Linked DNA regions of Pan troglodytes: region 1 is linked to region 2. A link is a contact called in public HiChIP or PLAC-seq data. All regions are on one chromosome and are shown on one strand. The core of a region is the stretch at or near the end of the contact, and the rest is flanking DNA. Distances in the headings are between cores, read along the strand shown. Region 1 holds the start of NXN (nucleoredoxin). Region 2 holds the start of LIAT1 (ligand of ATE1).

What was found. HiChIP or PLAC-seq counts read pairs in DNA pulled down with a chosen protein or histone mark.
Region 1: an H3K4me3 HiChIP or PLAC-seq map of stem cell-derived excitatory neurons shows a contact between it and region 2, with 13 times the contacts expected there. The contact joins the promoter of NXN here to the promoter of LIAT1 in region 2. A contact is called at or near these places in 1 of 7 Hi-C or Micro-C datasets (stem cell-derived neural progenitor cells) and 1 of 1 datasets of contacts at active chromatin or transcription factors (stem cell-derived excitatory neurons).

What each region holds. Positions count from the first base shown.
Region 1 is chr19:11,449,390-11,455,315 of NHGRI_mPanTro3-v2.0_pri, reverse strand. It overlaps NXN (nucleoredoxin), which reads left to right and starts at 3,559. Exons shown (of 8, transcript XM_016931115.4): 1 at 3,559-4,025. The coding sequence starts at 3,666.
Region 2 is chr19:10,904,902-10,911,058 of NHGRI_mPanTro3-v2.0_pri, reverse strand. It overlaps LIAT1 (ligand of ATE1), which reads right to left and starts at 1,977. Exons shown (of 2, transcript XM_016931094.4): 1 at 1,613-1,977. The coding sequence starts at 1,919. The region is part of intron 1 of RPH3AL (rabphilin 3A like (without C2 domains)); the gene reads left to right.

The sequences.
Region 1 (5,926 bases), core at 2,310-4,809, 540 kb before region 2:
AGACGGGGTTTCACTGTGTTAGCCAGGATGGTCTCAATCTCCTGACCTCATGATCTGCCCGCCTCAGCCTCCCAAAGTATTGGGATTACAGGTGTAAGCCACCTCACCCGGCCTAGTAATTTAATATATATCATATGAGTAGCTTTAAATGTTTTCACCAAGGCCGGGCGGTGGCTCATGCCTGTAATCCCAGAACTTTGGGAGGCTGAGGCGGGTGGATCACTTGAGGCCAGGAGTTTGAGACCAGCCTGGCCAGTATGGTGAAAACCCCGTCTCTATTAAAGATACAAAAAATTGGCCAGGCTTGGTGGCGGGCGCCTGTAATCCCAGCTACTCCGGAGGCTGAGGCAGAGAATTGCTTAAACCTGGAGGGGCGGAGCTTGCAGTGAGCCGAGATCATGCCACTGCACTCCAGCCTGGGCAACAGAGCAAGACTCTGTTGCAAAAAACAAACAAACAAAACAAAACAAAAAAATTAGTCAGTGCATGCCAGTAATCCCAGCTATTTGGGAGGTGGTGCATGCCTGTAATCCCAGCTACTCGCGAGGCTGAGGCAGGAGAATCACTTGAATCTGGTAGGCAGAGGTTGCAGGAGCTGAGATCGCACCACTGCACTCCAGCCTGGGCAACAGAGTGAGACTCTGTCTGTAGGGACCAGCCCCACAGGGTCGGTGGGTCTCTCCCCGTGTGCGGAGATGAGAGAGTGTAGAAATAAAGACACAAGACAAAGAGATAAAAGGCAGCTGGGCCGGGGGGACCACTACCACCAAGTCGCGGAGACCGGTAGTGGTCCCAAATGCCAGGCTGCACTGATATTTATTGGACACAAGACAAAGGGGCAGGATAAGGAGAGTGAGCCATCTCCAATGATAGGTAAGGCCACGTGGGTCACGTGTCCACTGGACAGGGGCCCTTCCCTGCCTGGCAGCCGAGGCAGAGAGAGAGAGGAGACAAAGAGAGAAACAGCTTCCACCATTATTAGAGACTTTTAGTGCTTTCACTAATTTGCTACTGCTATCTAGAAGGCAGAGCCAGGTGTACAGAATGGAACACGAAGGCAGACTAGGAGCATGACCACTGAAGCACAGCATCACAGGGAGACGGTTAGGCCTCCGGATAATTGTGGGCGAGCCTGCAGTCAGGCCCTCCACAAGAGGTGGAGGAGTAGAGTCTTCTCTAAACTCCCCCGGGGAAAGGGAGACTCCCTTTCCTGGTCTGCTAAGTAGCAGGTGTTTTTCCTTGACACTTACGCTACCGCTAGACCACAGTCTGCCTGGCCACGGGTGTCTTCCCAGACGCTGGTGTTACCGCTAGACCAAGAAGCCCTCTGGTAGCCCTGTCTGGGCATAACAGAAGGCTCACACTCTTGTCTTCTGGTCACTCCTCACTATGTCCCCTCAGCTCCTATCTCTGTATGGCCTGGTTTTCCCTAGATTATGATTATAGAGCGAGGATTATTATGATATTGGAATAAAGAGTAATTGCTACAAACTAATGATGAATGATGTTCATATATAAGCATATCTAAGATCTATATCTGGTATAACTATTCTTATTTTATATTTTATTATACTGGAACGGCTCGTGTCCTTGGTCTCTTGCCTCAGCGCCTGGGTGGCTTGCCGCCCACACTGTCTCAAAATAAATAAATAAATAAATAAAGTTTTCACTAAAAAGTGATGCTTTCTGTGTGTGTTTTATAATATTGTCCCTACAGTGGCAAAGACTTTCAGCATGAAAGTCTCCTAAGAATTAAGGTGGAATTCGACTTCGCAGTAGGATTCTAGCGTGTTCGAACGTGGTCCTCCATCAAAGATCTTACCTGTGTCATTAGCAATACCAGCAGGTGACTAAGGAAGTGGATATAACTTGTAGAGACGCCAGTCCACTTTCCGCTCCCATCTCCACCTCTCCCAATTGTTTTATATGGTAACATTTCACCAAGCTGGAACCCTGCACCATTCCTTATTCTACCCTAGAAAAACGGAGAACCTTCGATGTGAACACTTACGTTTTGTGCCAAAAGCTTGAAGTTCTATTCTGAGGTTTAAATTAGCTCCCGCAAAGCGTCCTATCATTTGTGTATGTGGAAAGCTGCTGTAAAATAAAAGCATTGTGCCTGGTGTCCCGGCAGTGTCTTTTCACAAATGGAGTCTGGTCGGCCTCATTTTTCACTCTTTCCATTAGGTGGCGATGGATGCACAGGAAATACCCTCCGAAGCGGCGGTGGAAGCTCTCAGAGGGGCGGGTTTTCAGCTTTTATTTTTTTGCTTTCGCTGAGTCGTCAGTAGCTGATCCACACCGGCGGCCTGTTACTGTGGCTGGGCCCGGATCTGCACCTGCTTCGTGCACCAGTGGGTTGGGTTGGGGGGAGGCGCTGCGTGGCCAGAGTACTCGCCACGGACCACCTGTTTTTTTTGTTTTTTTGAGACGGAGTCTCGCTCTGTTGCCCAGGCTGGAGTGCAATGGAGCGATCTCGGCTCACTGCAGCCTCCGTCTCCCGGCTTCACGCCATTCTCCTACCTCAGCCTCCTGAGTTGCTCGGGTTACAGGTGCCTGCCACTACACCCGGCTAATTTTTGTATTTTTAGTAGAGGCGGGGGGGGTGTCACCATATTGGCCAGGCTGGTCTCGAACTCCTGACCTTGTGATCCACCCACCTCGGCCTCCCAAAGTGCTGGGAATTCAGGCGTGAGCCACCGCGCCCGGCCCAGACCACCTGTTTAATTCAGCTTCTCCCTAAGCATTGGGGAGCATCCTGCCAGCTGGTAGGAAAAAAAAAAAATCTCTAGAAATGTTCTCAACTATCCATAGACTTGACATGAGGATGGAGCGGATTCAGGAGCGCGGCCAGCATTGGTCTGGAGGCCCCGCGGCGTCCTTTGCATCCATTTGTGAGGCTGGAAGACAGATTCGCTGGGGGCAGAGGCCCCGGCGACCCCTGGACGGAAATCCCACACTGAGACCTGGCACCCTAACCAGACCCCACCAGAAGCTGCGAGGGCGTCCTGGGCCCCCTTAGAACAGCTTGGAACACACAGAGGAGTCAGTGTCCAGCCAGGCCCGGCCTGATGCAGTGAGGACGGCGAGTCCTATAAGCATCTCAGGGTCAGTGGGTCCCGGAGCGGCCTGAGGGTCAGGCTTCGTGCAGGGAGAGGAGGGAAAGGCCGGGGAGGAGGAACAGGAAGAGGGTGAAGAGCTCCGCGGGGAGGGGGCGGGATCCCTGGAGGTCTGGAGGGAATTTAGAACTGAGGAGGAGAGAAAATGCGGGCCGGGCTGCAGCCCGGGAAAGCGCCGGCTCAGCGGGCCCTTCTCCTTTCTTCACTTCGGCCGCGGGCTTTCCAGGGAGAGTGCGGCGTTTCGGGTCCGGCTTCTCGCCCAAGCAGTCACCCCGCGCACCGCGACCGGCAGCTGCGGACCCCGCCTGGGCGGAGAGCTCTGGCCATGGCCGGCCGCAAACGGGGCGTGGCGAGGGCGGGCGGAGGGGCGTGGCGCGGACCGCGGAGGGGGCGTGGCGCGGGCAGGCGGAGGGGGCGTGGCGTGGGCGGCCTTACTGGGCCGGGCTCCGCTCTCCTCAGCGCCTGCCGCCGCCGCCGCCGCCTCCTCCCGCCGCGCGGACCGTGGAGCGGGGTCGCAGCCGCCTGCCCGCCGTGCGGTGGGCCAGGATGTCGGGCTTCCTGGAGGAGCTGCTCGGCGAGAAGCTGGTGACGGGCGGCGGCGAGGAGGTGGACGTGCACTCGCTGGGCGCCCGCGGCATCTCGCTGCTGGGTCTCTACTTCGGCTGCAGCCTCAGCGCCCCCTGCGCGCAGCTCAGCGCCAGCCTGGCCGCCTTCTACGGGCGCCTGCGGGGGGACGCGGCGGCCGGGCCGGGGCCGGGAGCGGGGGCCGGGGCGGCGGCGGAGCCCGAGCCGCGGCGGCGCCTGGAGATCGTCTTCGTGTCCTCGGACCAGGACCAGCGGCAGTGGCAGGACTTCGTGCGGGACATGCCGTGGCTGGCGCTGCCCTACAAGGAGAAGCACAGGAAGGTGAGCGGCGCGGGCCTCGCCGGCCCCTGCCCGCCCCCCACCCCCGTTACCCCTGCCCGTCCCCCACCCCCGTTACCCCTGCCCTCCGCCAACCCCGTTGTCCCCCTGCCCGCCCCCCACCCCCTGACCCCAGCCCCCAGTCCCCCGCCCCCCGACCCACTGTCCTCTCCCCGCCCCCCACCCCGCCGTCCCCGCCTCTGCCCCCCCTCCCCTCCCTCTCCGCGCTGTGCCCGCACCCTCATCCCAGGACCCCTCTTTGGTTCGAGTGCTGCGCTGCGCCCGCCCTGGAAAGTTGGACCCCCCTCGGCCCCCGGGACCCCGGCTGGAGCCCCTCCGTCCGCACACGCTGGGAGCCTCGGGTGGGGGCGGCTGCGCTCGGGGATCCCGGTTCCGCGACCCCTTCACCCGCGAGCAGAGGCGCCAGGCCCTTCCTGCCTCCGCCGCCGACCCCCGCGGATTCCCACAGTGGGGAGGGGAGGGGAGGGGAGGGTGCGCGCCCCCCGCCCGTGGTGCCCAAACCAGCGCGTTTCCTTTCTTTCCGGGAGAAACCTGCCTTCCCGGAGCCCCTTCCCCGGGGACCGGGGACCTGGGGGCCGAGGCCGAGGTCAGGAGAGGCGGCCGGTGACCGTGGCCGTGGCTGTGGCCGAGAAGGGCGCTCACGGCTCCGTCTCCCGCCCCCGCCTCCCCCGCCCCCCCCGCCCCAGGCTGAGTTCGCGGCCACCGGGGAGCTTTGCATTGTCTGGCCGTCCAGTCTCCTCCCCAGACGCCTCCCGGGCGCGGGAACAGCCCGGGCTGTGCAGAGCTCAGCTGCGTGGTGGCCCCTGTGGTCCCGGGGTCTTCGAGTTAAGGGCTGAGTTGACCCCATCGATGCACATTGACTGGAAGAAGGAGGATTTGGGGAAATGGATACTTTGCTGTCAACTTCTCGTGTCTCCCAGTTTGCTGCCGAGTTGAGTTTGGGTTTCTGAGTGTGTCCCTTGGGTGAGGATGTCTGTCTCTGTGATAATAAAGCACATCCAGGACATTTTGTAATGAATGGAGTCAGAAAAAGTTTTGGAGCGCTGTTGCTTCGTGAGTGTCTATGATGCAACGTGTGAATCCAGCCCCCTTCCCTTTTTGAGGAAAGCCTGTTTCTGGAGTGGACAGAAGGGCTATTCTGGGGGCGTTTAGTTTCCTCTGGGGAGCATGGCGAGGCGTGCCACGTGTTCCTTTTATATGTGCAGAATCTTGTTGAGAAGCATGATTTAGATTTACTGGGAGCAAAAGGCTTATACTGTGACCCCAAATGTCTTGAGTAAATCATCCATCCCGAAGCAGTGTGAGGTAGAGATTTGAGATTTAAAGTATGAAATACAGTTGATCCGATGCAGTTTGTAAATTTCACATTGGGAAACCATAGGTTCACTAACCACTCAGAGGCAAGAGTTGGCATTTTTACTGCTTTTTAGGTTATTTTGCCCATTTTGATTGACATGCTTGATGTAGTATGAATATGCATGGCCAGTACTTTTTGATTCAAAATACGAGAATCCTTTGTTTTCCTTGGTGGTGGTTTTTGTGGTACGTTCGTGGAGAAATAATGTTCAGAAAGTGATTTGCCAAAAAAGATTTTCATTGTTACGGCAAGTTTCTGTTGTAGACCAAAGTCTACTTAAAATAATGTCCTTATCCGGCAATACAAATGATTTCTAGCTTTTGAAAACATAGAATTATGGTAAAATGTTACAGGCTTAACAGCCTATTGTTGTGTTTTTTACTGAAGAGGAAATACATTTTTTGGATAGTAAAAATATGGAGCAAACAGATGTTTTGCAAATGCTTAGAGCTTTTTCCGAAAAAGGAGAATATTTGATAGGACATGGGCCATGGCTGGCTCTCTATTACCCTGGACAGGCTCTTTG
Region 2 (6,157 bases), core at 728-3,227:
TTTGAGACTGAGTCTCACTCTGCCACCCAGGCTGGAGCACAGTGGCACAATCTTGGCTCACTGCAACCTCCGCCTCTCAGGTTCAAGCAAATCTAGGTGCCTGCCACCATGCCCAGCTAATTTTTGTATTTTCAGTAGAGACGGGGTTTCACCATGTTGGCCAGGCTGGTCTTGAATTCCCAAAGTGCTGGGATTACAGGCGTGAGCCATGTGCCCAGCCACACAGGGCTTCTTGACCTGAACTGCAGAATTTTCTTGCCTTTGTATTACGCCTGAGAAGTACTTATCATCTTCCCATTGCTCCCTTCCCACACTGCACGGTCCATATGGGCGAGGCTGCCACTCTGCCTCCTGCTTGCCTTGGTGCCAGCTCTGCCACAGAGGGCCAGGCCCCAGAACTGGAGCTTAGAGCCCTCTCCCAGACAGCCAAAGCCACTGAGGTGGACCACACGGGCGACAGTGGCCTCACAGCACTCACGGGCACCTGCATTCTCTGTCACTGCTGTGCTCTCTCTCCTCAAAGTGGGTGCTCAGTCCCCTTGTCAAGAAATCTAGGGGTTCTACAAGAAGAGCTTGGTGAGATGTAGGGACTGGGGTTTATGGCAGGTAGGGTATGTGTGTTTGTGAAGGTGTCCCTGAGAGAGACTGCAATTCCTGCCTGCATATGACTACACACGTCAATGTATAACGTATTAACAGTCTGTGTCTGTGTGTGTAGACTATGAATGTGTGTGCATGACAGGGATCTGTGCTTTAGTTTTTTTTGTTTGTTTGTTTTTTTAAGAGACAGGTTCTTGCTTGTTTTCCAGGCTGGAGTGCAATGGTGCGATCATAGCTCACTGCAGCCTGGAAGTCCTGGGTTCAAGTGATCCTCCCACCTCGGCCTCCCAAAGTGCTCGGATTACAGGTGTGAGCCACTGCGTCCCGCCCTTTAGTTTCACTGTTGGTGTTACATTGATAGAAGGTGGGGGGAGTGGTTGAGGGTGTCCCCCGCCCTTTAGTTTCACTGTGGGTCTTACACTGATATGAAGCGGGGAGTGGTTGAGGGTGTCAGGGATTATCGGAGGATGTCACAGTGACTGGTGTCATGGGGTTTGTGCAGTCCAAGGCTGCCCCTTGGTGGGTGCGAGGGGGAGCCCATGCAGCGAGGACCTTTAATACACACGTCTGTGGGTGTGGGTGTCTACCGCGCATCCAGAGGCAGGCAGCCTTAACGCAAGAGGGTGTGAGGAGGGGAGGCAGGAGTCTGCCCTTCTCTGTGCATGAGAGTGAGGGCCTTTCATGTGGCATCAATGTGTTTGGGGTGGGGAAAGTGTCTTGTGAGGAGGGCCTCTGTGGGGAAGGTGCAGACGTTTAAGATTGCCAGTTTTGGCTGAGGGATTAGGAAGTTGAGAGGGTGTCTTTGTGTGGGGCTGGAAGGCTCTTAGGAATGGTGGATATCTGTAGGGGTCTCTGTGTGGGGCTAAGGGACCGCAGAGTTGGTGGATGGTCTCCATGGGTGGGGCTGGGGCATCAACGTGCTGCTGACGGGCATGTGTGAAATGGGGGGGGGGTCCCCAAAGAGTCTCCAGGGAACCGGAGCTGACGCAGCCGGGCTAGCTGCTCCTCTTACCGTCCCCCTTGCCAGACCCCTTGGTCTTCTTCTTCCTTTTTTTCTTCTTCTTCACCTTCCGTTTGGCCAGCTCGGAGGCGCCGCCTGTGATGGGGGGCAGTCTAGACCCCCAGGGGCCCGCGGCGCCGCCCTCCCGCTCCTCCTCCACGCCGTCGTTGTCCTTGTACCCCACTGTCCCCGCCCCACCGCGGCGGTCCATCCGCCCGCTGGGCTGCAACCCAACCCGCCCCGGGGGCGCCCGAGGCCCGCTGCCGACTAGTCGGCGACTCTCAGCGCGGACCGCCAGGCCAGGGCCACGCGTCTCCATGGCGACCACCCCTGCTGCGCCTGCGCAGTCAGGACGCTTCCGCCCGGTGCCCCACGGACCGCGGTGTGCGCATGCGTGCTTCCGTCTTTTGGCGACCTTGGCACACAGCGGTGTGCGCATGTGTGCTTCTGTCGGGGACCTCGGGAACATAGCGGTGTGCGCATGCGTACATCTGTCGGCGTGCTAGGTACGCAGCGGTGCGCGCATGCGTGCTTCCATCTGTTGGCGATACCGGCACAGCGATGTGCGCATGCGTGCTTCTGTCTGCGGAGACCTCCGCGCATAGAAGTGTGCGCACGCGTGCGTCTGTCGGAAACCTCCGCACACAGAGGTGTGCGCATGCGTGCTTCTGTCGGGGACGGCGGCGCACGGTGGTTCGCCCATGCTTGCTTTTGTCTGTTGGAATCTGCAAGTTGACCGCAGGAAGGGGAGGGTGGGCAGAGAGATTTTAAATCCCTGGGCTGACACTCATCTCGTCCAGTCCTGTGCCTCGATCCTCCTGCCTTGGCCTCCCATCCCCACGCCTGGCTAACAGGTTTGATGTTTGGTTTCAGGCTGGTCTCGAACTCCTGGGCTCCATCGATCTTCCCGCCTCGGCCTCCTAGATCGCTGGGATCACAGGCATGAGCCTCCGTGCTCGGCCTCCTGTACCTTTTTAAATGCTGTGTATTCTCCCCTCAATTTTTATTGCCTGAGTTTCAGCCTCGTACATCTACCCTGGACTCTCAAAGCCAATGTGTCCAAAACAAACTTACTTCTTCATGGTTTTCCACTTCAGTGAACAAAACCGCTGGACTGGCCGGAAACCTGGTGGGCTTCCGTGTCCCCCACCCTCTCCCTTGTCCCTTACCCAGGCTGGGGCCGACTGCCGTGTCTGGCACTGGGACTTCTGGGTCCTCTCCTGAATGGTCTCTGCTTTCAAACCTTCCCCACGAACTCTTTTTCCGCACAGCTGCTAGAACAAACTTTTAAAAACAACCAAACCGTTCACTCTCTTGCTAAAAGTCTCCAGTGATGAAAAACAAAACATAAAAAGCCAAAAAGTCCTCCATTGCTTCCTCATCACAATTTACATCAAGATCTAAACTCTTGTGGGGCTCTGTGCAGGGCTGACACCCGTAGTCCCAACACTTTGGGAGGTCAAGGTGGGTGGATCGCTTGAGCCCAGCCTGGGCAACGTAGTGAGACCCCATCTCTACAAAAAATTAACCAGCTGCGCTGAGGGGCACTTGTGGAGGAACTTGAGCCTGCAGTGAGCCGAGATCGCACCACTGCTGTCCAGCCTGGGTAACAAAGCAAGATTTTCTCTCTCTCTCTTTTTTTTTTTTTGGAGACAGAGCCTTCCTCTGTTGCCCAGGCTGGAATGCAGTGGCGTGAACGTGACTCACTGCAACCTCTGCCTCTCAGGTTCAAGTGATTCTTCTGCCTCAGCCTCCCTAGTAGCTAGGACTACAGGTGTGTGCCACCACTCCTGGCTGATTTTTTTTTTTTTTTTTTTGTATTTTTAGTAGAGACGGGGTGTCACCATATTGGCCAGGCTGGTCTCGAACACCTGACCTTGTGATCCGCCTACCTCGGCCTCCCAAAGTGCTGGGATTACAGGCTTGAGCCACCACGCCCGGCCTCTGTGTCTTAAAAAAAAAAAATAACAAAGTGTGGCTTACAAGGCTTGGTATGATGCATCACCTGCTTTTCTTTCTAGGTTTACCCTCCACAGATTGTATTATCTGAAAATGGCTGCAGAGGCTGGGCATGGTGGCTCACGCCTGTAATCCCAGCACTTTGGGAGGCCGAGGCGGGTGGATCACTTGAGGTCAGGAGTTTGAGACCAGCCTGGCCAACATGGAGAAACCCCATCTCTACTAAAAATACAAAAATTAGCTGGGCATGGTGGTGGGTGCATGTAATCCCAGCTATTTGAGAGGCTGAGGCAGGAGAATCACTTGAACCCAGGAGGTAGAGGTTGCAGTGAGTTGAAATTGCATCACTGCACTCCAGCCTGGGCGACAGGGCAAGGCTCCATCTCAAAATAAAATAAAATGATAAAATAAAATAAAATTGCTGTGCTCTAGCCTGGGCGACAGAGCAAGACTCCATCTCAAAATAAAATAAAATGATAAAATAAAACTGGCTGCAGTAATATCTCTTGTCCCACATACTCTTCAAGAATCTTGCCATTCCCATGGCAAGACACAGAGTCTCATTCCGCTGTCCTTCAATTTAAGGGGTTTGTTGACTCGTTTGTAACCAATAGTATGTGGCAGAAGTGCCTCCGTGTGACTTCTCAGGCTAGGTCCTAAAGGGAATGCAGCATCCATCCATCTTCTTAGCCCATGACGTGCTTGCTGTAGAGTCCTGAGCCTCCCAGTGAGAAGTCTGAGGACCCCAAGGCTGTCACACCTTGATAAATCCCCACCTAGTCCACATGGAGAGCCTCTAAGATGTATGGAGAGAAAGATGCCTCAGCTCCTCCAGCCCCCACTTTTCCCATCCAGCTGTCGTCCCGCAGCAGCAGCAGGAGAGACCCCAGGCCAGCCCCAAGCAGACAAGCCTTTCCTGAATTCCTGACCCAAAGAAGCTGTGAGAGAAAATACGATGGTTGTAGTTATTTAAGTTACGAAGGTTTGGAGTGATGTGTTATGCAACAGTAGATAACCGAATGTGTCTTTTTAAAAAGATATGGAATGGTATTTTATCTTTTATTTAATTTCAACTTTTATTTTAGATTCGGGGGGTACATGTGCAAGTTTGTTACATGAGTACATTGAGGTTTGGGGTATGGGTGATCCTGTCACACAGGTGGTGAGTACAACGCCCAACAGTAGTTTCTCAGTCCACATCTTCCAGCCCTTCCTCCCTCTAGTAGCCCCCATTACCCATTGAAAAATCAGCCTTTGATTTTAGCCATTCTAGTGGGTAAGAAGTTGTATTTCTCTGTGGTTTTGAATTGAATTCCCTTGGTGATTAACGAAGTCAAGCACTCTTGAAAGTGCTTTCTGGTCATTTGTATATATATATATATATTTTTTGAGATGGAGCCTTGCTGTGTGGCCCGGGCTTCCATGCAGTGGCACAATCTCCACTCGATGCAGCCTCTGCCTTCTGGATTCAAGCAATTCTCCTCCCTCAGCCTCCTGAGTAGCTGGGATTACAGGCATGCACCACCACACCTGGCTAATTTTTGTATTTTTAGTAGAGACGGGGTTTCACCATATTGGCCAGGCTGCTCTCAAATTCCTGACCTCAGGTGATCCACCCGCCTCGGCCTCCCAAAGTGCTGAGTTTACAGGTGTGAGCCACTGCGCCCGGCCTGTCATTTGTATATCTTTAAGTGTCTTTTGAAGTCTTTTGGCCATTCTGTAATGTGGTTGTTTATTGTTGATTTGTTGTTTGTTGTTGATGTCTTTGCACAACTTGAATATAAGTGTTTTGTCAGCTTTATGACTGCAAAGATTTTTTTTCCAGGTCTGTAACTTATCCATTTTCTGAATGTGGTGTCTTTGGATAAGCAGAAATTTGAAATTCTGATAAATAATTTTTTTCAATTTTCAATTCATTTGATCAGTTTTTTCTTTTTGTATTGTGTCCAAGGATGCTTTGCCTGCCCCATATTGCAAAGACAGTGTGCTATGCTATCTTCTAGAAGCTTTATAGTTCTGGTTTTAGGTTAGGTTCATGATCTACTTCAAATTTATTATTATTTTTTGAGATGGAGTTTCGCTCTTGTCGCCCAGGCTGGAGTGCAGTGGCGTGATCTCAGCTCACTGCAACCTCTGCCTCCCGGATTTAAGCAATTCTCCTGCCTCAGCCCCCAAGTAGCTGGGATTACAGGCATGCACAAACATGCCAGGCTAATTTTGTATTTTTAGTAGAGGCAGGGTTTTACCACGTTGGCCAGGCTGGGCTTGAACTCCTGACCTCAAGTGATCCGCCCGCCTCGGCCTCCCAGAGTGCTGGGATTATAGGTGTGAGCCACCGCACCTGGCCTACCTCAAATTGATTTTGTGAATAAAGTCACATATAGGAGTCACATTTATTTTTTCCCAAATGGATTTCCAGTTTTTCCAGGAACTTCCATTGAAAAGACATTCCTTTTCCCATTGACTTGACTTGGTACTTTTCATTACGATTTTTAAAAATTTTTTTGGGATGGAGTTTCACTCTGTGGCCCAGGCTGGAGTGCAGTGGTACGATCTCGGCTCACTGCAACCTCCACTTCCCAGGTTCAAGTGGTTCTT